2 separate regions of the Macaca mulatta genome follow, and region 1 is linked to region 2. Evidence: chromatin contacts called from public Hi-C data. All regions are on one chromosome and are shown on one strand. Each heading gives the region's core, a stretch centred on a gene start, on an enhancer-like site or on the middle of the called end of the contact. The rest is flanking DNA. Distances are from core to core; before and after follow the strand shown. Region 1 holds the start of UBE4A (ubiquitination factor E4A). Region 2 holds the start of SCN4B (sodium voltage-gated channel beta subunit 4).

Region 1 (2,814 bases), core at 13-2,512, 210 kb after region 2:
CTAGTAGGTATTACGTTTTATTCTCATTTCCCTAAAGACGAGCGATGTTGAGCACTCTTTCATATGCTTATCCACAATTTGTACAGTTGGCCTTCCATATATGTGGACTCCATCTATGGATTCAACCAACCATGAATTGGAAATATTCCAAAACAAATTTCATCTGTACTGAACATGTACAGACTTTTTGTCATTATTCCCTAAACAATACAACACTATTTAGATTTACATTGTATTAGGTATTATAAGTGATCTAGAGATGACTTAGGCATATCTAGGATGACACAGGAGGATGTGCATAGTTTATATGCAAATACTGCATCATTTTGTATAAGGAACTTGAGCATCCATGGATTTTGGTACCCAGGGGGTCCTGAAACAAATCCCCCACAGATACCAAGTGGATAGTTATTCTCTTGGAATGTATCTTCTTTGGAGAAATGTCTATTCAAGTCCTTTGCCCTTTTTTGAACTGAACTGTTTGGGGTTTTTTTGTTCTTGTAGTTCTTTATATATTTTAGATATTAATCCTTTATCAGATATATGAGTTGCAACTATTTTCTCTCATTCTGTGAATTTTCACTTGCACAGCGCTTTTAACTCTTGAAAATTATTTCCTTTATTATTTATGTGTATCCTGATCTCTTGCCCTCGTGATCCGCCCGTCTCGGCCTCCCAAAGTGCTGGGATTACAGGCGTGAGCCACTGTGCCCGGCCATTTATGTGTATCTCAAAAACAACCTTGTAGGATGTATACCATCTCCACTTCACAGAGAAGAAAACTGAAATCCAATCAAAGATAGCACACTCCAAAGACTGCTCCGAAGACAGCACAATAACAAACTTTTAGTTGTTATTGCTATTAGTGTCATCCCTTTGAATAACAGAGAGTAACAGAAGCTGCTTCAAAAAGGTATAGGACTGGTGGGAAAATAAGAGAGCAGACCCCCAACAGAGGTTGCGAGCAGAGCCAGGGATCACAGTTTTATCTGCCCTCGGTACGCTGGTTTCCAAAACCCAGCCTCATATTCCACACTCCAAAGTGCACTGCCAGGTGGACCCACTCCCGTCCCGACAATCCGACCCCAGGCCACTTCCTGCCACTTCCGCCCCGCCTCCAGTCCGCAGCTATACAGCTAGCGCATGCGCTGTAGGCGGATTTGCGCGCCAGTCCCCCGGGTGAGCCTGCACACGGTGCTTCCGGCGCGGAGATGAACTTCCACAAACCCCGACGCTTGTTGATGACGTAACTTCCGGTTGATGTGCTGAGTCGGAAGTGGGAACCTTTCGGCCGCTGAGATTCTGTCGTGTCGTCGCTGCTAGCCCTTCAGGCTCTGGTAAGACAGGCAATAGCTTCAGGGGACGGGGTCATTGACTTTGCATTGTGATATTTTCTGCTAGTCCAATGCCACTTAATCCCTGTTCACTCTTATCTTCTCCAAATTCCTTCTCCTGTGCTTTCCTAACCAGGCACCTTCTCTTTCTTGAACTTCGACCCTGTCTGATTTGGAACCCCTTACAGTGCCCCAGCTTCTGATGTCTCTCTGTACATTTCTGTCCCCATCTTTGCCAAGCCCCTCCTGAACAGGCCGGAGCGCTATCATTGCATTATCTTTGACTTACTTTCTCTAGAACGTGCCCCAGGCGGGTGGATCTCCCTCCTTCCTGCGAATCCCTTATGGAACATGGAAGGATCAAATATGAAGAATAGATAACAAATAGGCAGATGCCAAGAAGATAAGATTAATCGCGAGTCGTAAGCAAACCAGTTGAAGGGTGTTGACATTTCTTAAGGCAGGTGATGAGTTCACCTCAGAAAACTCTTGGGTCACTCTGCTTCATGTTTCCTTGGGTTTAGAAGACACTTCTAAAATTGAGTGACCATGGCTCATGACCTTATATTTGATGAGCCTTCCCTTTAGGTTCAGTTGTATGCCCTGAGAGCAAGCATGTGTTTAGTCTCACTGTCATTTACTGTTTTGGCGTCACGTGGAAGCCCACCTGCGATAAAATGGGATCCAAGAAGGACTGCTGTCTGCTTTTTGACTTGACATCCTTCTAGGTTGCAGATAGATGTGTTGATGGAATTTTGTTGCCACATTCGTCTGGCCTAATAGTGTTAGGTGAAACATACAACAACGAAAATTGTTTTTTAATTTATATTTTAAGTTGATATTTTAATTTCTATTTTTAAATGATATATGTATTATTTACCAGGGCACAGACCTTATGGGAGGATATGATTTGATAGAGCTTGATTTTGACAATCCCAGTTTTACAAAGTGTTCCAGATATTTCTGTTTAAAAACAATACCGGCCGGGCGCGGTGGCTCATGCCTGTAATCCCAGCACTTTGGGAGGCCAAGGCGGGCGGATCACGAGGTCAGGAGATCGAGACCATCCTGGCTAACACGGTGAAACCCCGTGTCTACTAAAAATACAAAACATTAGCCGGGCGTGGTGGCGGGCGCCTGTAGTCCCAGCTACTCGGGAGGCTGAGGCAGGAGAATGGCGTGAACCCGGGAGGCGGAGCTTGCAGTGAGCCGAGATTGTGCCACTGCACTCCAGCCTGGGCGACAGAGCAAGACTCCGTCTCAAAAAAAAAAAAAAAAACCAAGTCTGATGTTAACACAGTTGTGTGTTCATGAGAGCTGACAATGGTCTTAAAGGATTAGTGGTACTATTCATAAACAAAGCTTGAATCAGGAGGAGGTGACAGAATTTTGTAGGACAGCTATTATAGATATAGATCTTTGCAGCAGGTATATCAGAGTGAAACTTGTTTTCAAGGAGGACATATTTTAAAAGAATCAA
Region 2 (2,948 bases), core at 60-2,559:
ACCTCGCTGTACGGAGGTAAATAAACATCCCAAGTACAAGAAATACTCTCTCCCCTCTTCACCACCAGCCACCAACCTGATAGATCTGCACACAGTTTACATTCGCAGAAATAGTAGCCACTTCCCTTATAGGCTTCTATCTCCCTGTTTTCAGCACAAATACCTACATCGTGTGTCTTTCCCAATGCAGGGAGCTGCCGAAAGCCAAATCTGACCAATATAAACAGGAAGAGATGCCGTTGCCAGAGATGGAGTCGGCTTACATTAAAGTCTGGCTATGATTTATGAGGAGATTACATTCTGGACTAATAAATATCATTCCCTAATCTCTTGGAGTTTGACACTCAAAACTCTCATGTGCATATTAATAGATATTAATAATGCTTCTTCCTCCGTGTCCTCTGGACAAGTCTCCTCTGTCTCCATATTCACTCCAAAAATGAAGAGCCGGGAGCAGGTCAAACAGGTCTTCCCTACGGAATCTCTTTGTAGGGAGACAGACGAGGCCCTTCCTAAAGGGTCTTGAATGATCCCGCAAGCCCCTCCAGCCCCTTCCAGTTTTGGGGTGCTGCTGTGGAGAAGGCAGTGGCTCCTGAGGGAGGTAGAGGGCAGAGGAGCAAAGCAGGAAAAGGGCCCAGGAAGAAGGGGACTCCCCCACCCCCAATTGGTGCATGCCTGGTGCCTGGGAAACAAGCAAACGGCTCTGGGCAGGGATGCAAACCATCATCCCAGCAGTCACACGAGCAACCCACCTGGTACCCCCTGCACCCAAGGCACGGACCCCCTCCTCCAGCATCCTGAACCTCTGAACTCGGGAGACCCGCGCTGCAGCCCCAAGATCCAGCTCCAAAAACCTGGAGCCAAAGGTGCCAGAGACAGCAAAAAAACTCATCCTGAGACTGGCGGGCTGCTGGGGCAGAGAGGGACGCGCACGGTCCCCAGGGAGCACAGCCTATGAACCAGGCAGGAAGCCGGCGGCCACGGTCCGCATTCCGTGCCGCACTCCAAAGCCCACCCTATCCAAGGCATCTTCCTTCTCGAGTGTCCCCTTCTCTGGGGGTGGGGGGAGGCAAGAGAAGAGACCAAGCTGGGGCTGCCTTACCCAAAAGCCCAGTGCCCAGCCATCTCGCCGGGGCTTTGCCTCGGTCCCCAGCCCCGGGCATAGTCCTGTTCTCTCCGGAGGGCGCGGGGGGGAGGCGGGGGGCGCGGGGATGGGATACTGGGCACAGCCGCGCTCTCCGCCCGAGGTCGGTGTTCCGCCACGAAGCTACCCCGGAGCTCTGCGCCGCGGGTCGGGGCTCGGGAAAGTTAGCGGGCAGAGAGCGAGAGGAGGGGGAGGAAAGGAGCGGAGGGGGAGGCGCGCTCGCCCGCTGCTGGGAGCCGGCTGCTGGAGCCGCGGCGGGAGGGAAGGAGGAGGAGGAGCCGGAGCAGGAGCGGGAGGAAGACTGAGCGAGCGCAGCGGCGAGCGAGGCTGCGCCTTTGCTCTGGAAGCGCTCCAGCCGCAGGAGGGGCGGTGGCCGCCGCGGAGCCCAGGGAGCTTCCGGGCGCGCCCCGCCTCGCGGTCCCGGAGCCCCGGGACCAGGCCATACCCCCAACTCCCTCTCCGGTGGGGTTGGCTGCTGCGGCTGGCACTGCAGGGCCGGCCTGCAGCCACCCGCATCATCCCATGCGCTGAGCTGCCAATTAGGAACATAGTTCAGAGGGGAGTAGAGGTGGAGCTTTTCGGTTGTTGGAAGGCTGTTTTGTTCTGCTTGGGGGAACACGGGAAGGTTAGTGGCTTCCTTTCCCAGGACCGCCAAGAGACCGCTCTAAAGTCCGCAGCGGACACTGCAACAACGGGTGGGCGTGTGCGGGCTTGCCTACTGCAGCCTGCGCCTCCTCGGTGGCCGTGCGATTTGGCGCGCGTGCAGCTTCGGGACCCGCTCCCGCCACCTTCAGCCCCATCGCTCAGCAACTCCGGCGGTTGTTTTAGGAAGCCCGGAACAGAGCTTTCCAATTGCAAACTGCCCCCGCCCTCCCTTCCCCCACCCGCCACCCCGCCCCACGTTTCTCCATGGACCCCTTGGAAATCGCCATGCTCCAGGTTAGGGAGCAGGACGGCCGGCTCCTGGTCTGTGTCCTGCGCCCCATTTCCCTCCCCCTGCACCCTGCTCCTCATTTTTCCTACCTAGGCCCTCCCCCTCAGACTCTGCCTTTTCGCCCTCCTCCAACTCTCCGGTTTTCTTCGGAACCGCAGACTCCCTCGGCCTCCCTTTTGGGGTAGGGGTGCAGGAGTCCGAGGTGACAACCAGGTCAGAGGGCTGAGGCGAGGCTGTGAACGAGTAAGCCTTTTCCCAGACAGTCCCAAGTGAAAGAGTTTCACCTGAGCGGTGCTACTTGGGCTGGTGGTTCTGTAAATGAGTAGATCTCCTCCTGAGCACCTTTCCAACCATCCAAGACCCTCCCTGCATCACAGGCCATCTTTACTGTCTAGGACTGGTCCGAACTGGGAAACCTGCTCCCACTTCATGGTCTGACTTCTGCTGCAGGCGCACCAACACGCCACCTTCTTAACAGGGGTCTCTGGGTGGGCTTCGGAGTAATAGCGGACCCCTTGAGGTTGCAGGCAAAATGCTGAATGTCTGTTTGCTTTCTCAGGAGAGAGGGTCGCTGCCTTCCCTATAGTGGCACAGAGGCTCCGGCAGCGCCACCATTTATGACTGTATGGCTTTGAGCAAGTTACACAGTGTTCCGGGGGAGCCTCTGCTCCTCATCTATAAAATGGTGAATGCAATAATATTTGCCTCCTAGGCATACTAAGAGCAATGTTACCCCTAGACTTGGGCAACAGGAGCCTCAGCCCTGGATTCCTGGTTTCAAAGGCCCTCATTCTGGCCCTCCTCCGGCCATGCCCCTTCTCACTGGAGAATGAGTCCATGGGACCAAGGGGGCAGGGCAGACAGGGACAT

Evidence for each region. Hi-C and Micro-C count contacts between places; a contact is called where the count stands out from the background.
Region 1: a Hi-C map of fetal cortex germinal zone shows a contact between it and region 2, with 3 times the contacts expected there. The contact joins the promoter of UBE4A here to the promoter of SCN4B in region 2. A contact is called at or near these places in 2 of 14 Hi-C or Micro-C datasets (fetal cortex germinal zone and fetal cortical plate).

What each region holds. Positions count from the first base shown.
Region 1 is chr14:119,031,066-119,033,879 of T2T-MMU8v2.0, forward strand. It overlaps UBE4A (ubiquitination factor E4A), which reads left to right and starts at 1,263. Exons shown (of 22, transcript XM_077964377.1): 1 at 1,263-1,337.
Region 2 is chr14:118,823,599-118,826,546 of T2T-MMU8v2.0, forward strand. It overlaps SCN4B (sodium voltage-gated channel beta subunit 4), which reads right to left and starts at 1,310. Exons shown (of 5, transcript XM_028834031.2): 1 at 1,103-1,310. The coding sequence starts at 1,163.